Regions from separate parts of the Mus musculus genome. Here region 2 is linked to region 1. Evidence: chromatin contacts called from public HiChIP or PLAC-seq data. All regions are on one chromosome and are shown on one strand. Each heading gives the region's core, a stretch centred on a gene start, on an enhancer-like site or on the middle of the called end of the contact. The rest is flanking DNA. Distances are from core to core; before and after follow the strand shown.

What was found. HiChIP or PLAC-seq counts read pairs in DNA pulled down with a chosen protein or histone mark.
Region 2: a contact with region 1 is called in an H3K4me3 HiChIP or PLAC-seq map of stem cell-derived neural progenitor cells, with 53 read pairs. The contact joins the promoter of Pls1 here to the promoter of Pcolce2 in region 1. A contact is called at or near these places in 18 of 39 promoter capture datasets (the 3T3-L1 cell line, 3T3-L1-derived adipocytes, the C10 cell line and 10 more), 6 of 484 Hi-C or Micro-C datasets (Th1 cells, cortical neurons, embryonic stem cells and 2 more), 14 of 115 datasets of contacts at active chromatin or transcription factors (craniofacial prominence, embryonic forebrain, embryonic hindbrain and 8 more) and 2 of 9 other capture datasets (adipose tissue and pancreatic islet).

Annotation. Positions count from the first base shown.
Region 1 is chr9:95,636,279-95,638,978 of GRCm38.p6, forward strand. Pcolce2 (procollagen C-endopeptidase enhancer 2) reads left to right here and starts at 1,350. Exons shown (of 9, transcript NM_029620.2): 1 at 1,350-1,595; 2 at 2,374-2,482. The coding sequence starts at 1,516.
Region 2 is chr9:95,843,945-95,846,644 of GRCm38.p6, forward strand. Pls1 (plastin 1 (I-isoform)) reads right to left here and starts at 1,335. Exons shown (of 16, transcript NM_001033210.3): 1 at 1,227-1,335.

The DNA.
Region 1 (2,700 bases), core at 100-2,599:
CACACACACACACACACACACACACACACACGCACGCACACACACAGAGTGCATAGATATATACATGTAGGCAAAACACCTATTAAAACTTGTTTTAAATGCTAAGGCAATCTAAACTCTGAAGAGGACTCTGGTTCCTAGACAGGTCCTTGGGTTTTCCAGTTTTGTTTTGTTTGTTTGTTTGTTTGTTTGTTTGTTTGCTTGTTTCTGAAACAGGGTTTCTCTGTGTAGCCTTTGCTGTCCTGGAACTCACTCTGTAGACCAGCCTGGCTTTTAACTCAAAGACCTGCCTGCCTTTGCCTTCCAAGTACTGGGATTAAAGGCGTGCACCACCACCGACTGGTAGGTTTTCCGACTTTTAGGTTATTGCCTGTAGTCATTGTTATTTGCTTGCCGGAGTGTTAAGTTCTTAAGATTACAAGTTCATTATTAGAAATTAAATCTTTAAAATATTTGTGTGTGTGCCCAAAAAAGCCAGATGAGGGTAATAAGTCCCAGGGAGTTGACTGATATGGGGTGCTGGAAATGAACTTGGGTCCTCTGAAAGAACCACAGGCAAGTCCTCTTATTCTCTGCGCTATCGGGCCCTGGAGTTAGGGTATTGACAAGTCTTGCCTTGCCTTGTTTTTGTTTCTTTGTTTGTTTTCTTTTATCTTTTTCTTCTTCTTATAAAGGTGAATGTAATGCAAAAGGCGCGTCGTTAATGAAACCCTCAAGTTAAGTTGTAGCTCCCATGAGTCTCGAGTACATTCTGCTCTTGGTGGTCTTTTAGGACTCTCTGGTGACGTTAAAAAAAAAAGTATGAAATTTTTCTGAAGTTAAATAAAGCCTCGATGCTAGAACCGTTCTCGGGGATATAGTTTATAAATCTTAACTCATCAATAACGTTTCCTTTTCCGGCGTTCGGAAAACTTCAAAAAAAACAGAGGTGCCTGCAGAGAAACACCGTTTTCACAACCTAACGTGGGTGGTGAGATGAGAGGATCTGACATTTAACAACAATTCACTCACAAATCGCTTGCTTGCAAATGCATGTTGAAATCTGCCCACAAAATCATCTCTCTAGCCATTGTTACACTCCGGTGCACACAGGCTCAAGCGCGAGTGTATTTAAAGCGAGAGTTAAGGGCTGGAAGTCCACTATGGAAGGATCTCTTTACTTGCCCCTTGGGACTGCTATTCCAAGAACACAAAGGAGGAGCCGGGTTCCCCAGCAGTTTTACTTGAGAGCAGCTGGGGGCAACCCCCCACCCCGGAAAACCAAGGCTGGTCCTGGGTACCGCTGGCGGGGCTCCCTTCCCCCCTGCGGCCGCCCAGGGGACAGGCTGTGGCCCCTCCCGCTGGAGAACAAACGGGACATTCAGCCGCCGCCCGCGGCTGCCAGGGCGCGTCCCCTGGGGAAATTAGGCGTGGAGTCCGCCCGGATCGCCTTCAAAAACCGCCCTCCTGCCGGCCGCGGCGCACTCTGTACCTGGCTGCGGGCGCCCGGCGGGATGCTGCAGTGAGCTGCCGGCCATGGGGGGCGCGAGCGCCTGCATCCCGCTCTGCCTGCTTCTGGCCACCGCGCGGATGGCCCGGCCGCAGACGCCAGAGAGGTAACGTCCCCCGCCCTCCCTTCCCCGCGCCCGGGAACCCGCACAGCGCCACCGCGGACTGCGGTGCTCCCCCCCCCGAGCGCTGGCCCTACGGCTCCCGGGCCACCACGTGGCGCGGCTCGCCCTCCCTTGCCTTGCCTCCCAGCGGTTTGGGCGCCGGCGCTTTAGCGCTTGAATATGCTTGAATATGCGCCCTCCTCCGCCCCGCGCTTTTCCTCCCAGCTTGGCCAATCTAAGACTAACCTGGGGAGCCGGTCTTTAAGTGACTCCTCACTAACAGCCTAGTGCCTGGCCAGAGGCACCTACAGGATGGCTAACTCCCGCATCACCTCCAACCGCGGCTGCCTCCCCTTTTCCCGGGGCGCGCTGAGACACCCAAGTTTTCCAGAAAGGGGAAAAAACAAGGCCTGTCTCTAAATCTGGAGACAAACTTAATCTTTACCATGTCTTTTAAACCATGCAGCTCTGCCAGAGTGACTCTCAATACCTCTCCCACTCTCTCCCGTTAACTCATTCAATTTTTATATAACTTTTTGAGTGGGATATTTTACTATAGCTGCACGTATATGGTCTGTCTTAATGATGAATTTGGGCGAGTGCGTTATCGGGCTATAATTTAAATATTCTAAGAGATGGCAAGCATTCAGATCTTTTCTCTGGTGAAAGATTTTATTAAACAACATTCACTCGTTTATATCAGCACGTATGCCTTTTTGGAATTAACATTAGATTGTTAGGCTGCAGATCAATGTAAACGTTCTCTCTCTTATTTTCACAGACCTGTTTTCACATGTGGCGGCATTCTTACCGGAGAGTCTGGATTTATTGGCAGTGAAGGTTTTCCTGGAATGTACCCTCCGAATAGCAAATGTACTTGGAAAATCACAGTAAGCATTTATTTTAAAGGTGTTCTTCTGGACGTGGCTACTGGAAACAGTACACACGGATGCCATTTGCGTCTGGTGTCAGGATTTGGGTTAGTGGCAGATTCCAGAAAACGTGAAATGCTGGATTTACTTCACCTATCTGGGAGGTTTATTAAGAGACCTGGGGGATGTCCTGCAATAGCGATTAGAGAGGGCTCAAGATGATGGTTGAAGGAAGA
Region 2 (2,700 bases), core at 85-2,584, 210 kb after region 1:
AACAAGAAGAATATCAGAGAGGCACAGTAAAGAGATCCCTGAAATCAGAAAACCAGCTTCCCAGGCCCTGCTTGGCCCTGAGGGGCGAGCGCGGGCAGAGCAAGTCATCTAACCTCCCTGGTCTCAGCTTTCTCATTTGTAAACTGAAGCAGCTGAACTGGCTGACCTCAGAGGTCCCTCGGAACAAAACCAGACCAACTGTATATTATTTCGACCATTAAAACCCTCACGGCAGGAAAATAAAGGGAAGGGGGGGGGGTCTTCTGTGATCTCTTTTCTAGTTTGTTTTTTCCTCCTCAACTTCAATTTTCCGTTTCCTACACTTACTACGGTCACGTGCCTCTCGCATCACAAATTTAACACTTTCCTATAGAATTTCACTAATGAATTAAGTTTAAAGAGGAGTTGGTTACAAGAGGTGGGGCGTGGAATTAAATGCCCTTGCTTCACCTTTGTGGGGCCAAAACATTGGTCTCTGTATTCATCCTGAAATTCTAGTTATGATTCCACATTCCTCCAACAAAGAAATGTTCATTCCGTGTTGGCCCCATACAGTCTACAACAGCTTTGAGGTAGGATACATGTCTGTATAAGTCACACAATGTAAATAACTAGGAAAGTTTTTCTTTTCAATACTACTCATTGAAGCCTGGGATGGGGGTAATAATGTTAAAAATGGGTTTCTGTATTTTGTTTTGGTATTTTTTTCTTTTTAATTTTTAAAGCTTATACTCGAAAATGCAGCCTGCTGAATCGCACAAAATTCTTGGCACTTTCCCCTAAGACTGACATTTCTTGCACTGCATCCAGAGGCCCCAGGGCTCCTGGAAAGGCACTTAAGTCCAGCAAACACGGATGCAATTTCATTCTGTCCCTACATTCGCCTGTGCACCAGAGGCGAACACAGTAACACAACTTAAGAGACACACCAACGGATCAGAAAAACCTCTTCAACAGCCACGCAAAGTTTAAACCAGAAAACTTAGTACCCTCCCTTCCTAGATGCAGGGTATCACGATGTGCTTCCTGGGCTGGGGCTTAAGCAGCGACACACAGGACTTCACACCTGAGCGCAAGACTCCGCCGCAGGGCAGGAGCGCGCCCGCAGGTGTCGGAGGAACCCGGAGCCCTCGCCGAGCGCCGCTAAGCCAAGCTTGCCTTTCCTGCCCGGCCTCCCCCTCCTGACCCACGCCCGCTTGTGCGTTCAGGCACCCAGCCCCCGGTACCTGCGGCGGCCGTTCGGCAGCTCCTGCCCGGGATCCCCGCGCCCGCTGGTCTGGTCCGCTCCGCTGCGGCTGCCACTCACCCGCCTCCTTGCTCCTGCGCTCGCGCCACTGCGCATGCTCGTCCCGCACCCCCACCCGCACGCTTGAAATCCACTCGCCAGGTTTTAGTTGCTGCACCCAGGGGAGAGGCCACCAGATCTTTGCAGTCAGGTGAAAGGAGGCTTGCAGGAGCTAACTAAAGAGGTTTGTGTTGAGGTTGGGGGATGGAAGATGGGGAAGTGGACCCGCGCTGCAGGGGCGTCATCCCTGCTGCCCACGCTTCACTCAGCCTAATTACAACTGTCTGCACCCCTGAAATGAGTTTTAGCACGGTGGTTCTCAAACAAGGGGGCCTCAGGTTTTTGTTCAAACAGCTCTCAAACCCAGAGTATCCGCATCTTTTATCTGAATGCTGGATGTTTCTAATGTGTTCTCAGAACACTAGTATGCATAGCACTTTTGAAAACTACAGCTCACAAGGTAAGATAATTATTAAAGTAAAACAATTTCTCTCATCCTTCTCCCTTCTGGGGAATTCAGATGATCCTTCCCTCTTTATTAAACAGCCACACCTATTTAAAATAAATAACCAAAGCCCACACTCAAACAAAGGCAGGACCTTTTTCCAACAACATCTGAGTCAAGCCAACGGAACGCAGCTTCAAGGGCTCTTGTGTGCTTTTCTGGTAGCATGATCCACAGGTGTGCAGGGTACTTTTGCTGTCCTTTGACCTAAGGTCCTAGGTGACCCTTGGCCCTGTAGTCCTGAACTGATGCAGAACAGGTAGCAATCAGGCCGGTAGGAATGTGGCTTCAGTACACTGAAACTGTTTAAAGTCCAAAAGAATTGGTTGGGCCAAAGAGGAGTGAGCTAAGGACTTCTCCGTGCCTAGAAAATCCCATAACCCAGAAAGTCCAATAAATAACGTTTTTGTCTGAGTGCAGATGTACAAGAGGAATTGTGTTCTCTCAAAATATTTACTTAAACATGTATGTACAACATGACTTAGCCATTTCATTCTTAGCTCTTGTCCAAGATAAACTAAAGCATATCACATAGAGGCTTGAATACTGATGTAGTAGCTTCCTTCTCTTTTTCTGTAGCCACAGTTGGAAGGAATTGACTGTCAAAAGCAAACGTGCTACATCAGCACAATGGACTACTACTTGGTACTAAAAGAGAATGACCGATCTAAATGCTTCACTATAGATTGCCACATCCTCCTATACCAGGAGTGAAGGAAGAAAAAGAAAACACACAGAGAGAAATGGACAGGGAAAAAAAGCTGAGATTGGGTGGTCTGGGCTCCAAGGTTGAGAAGCCACAGGGTCCTGGAGATGGTTTATGTGTAGTTTATTATGTACAGTTGAATGGGGAGGTGGGGTTATTGCGTGTAGCTGAACAAGGAGGCAGGTGTAGGGAGACTCAGTGGGA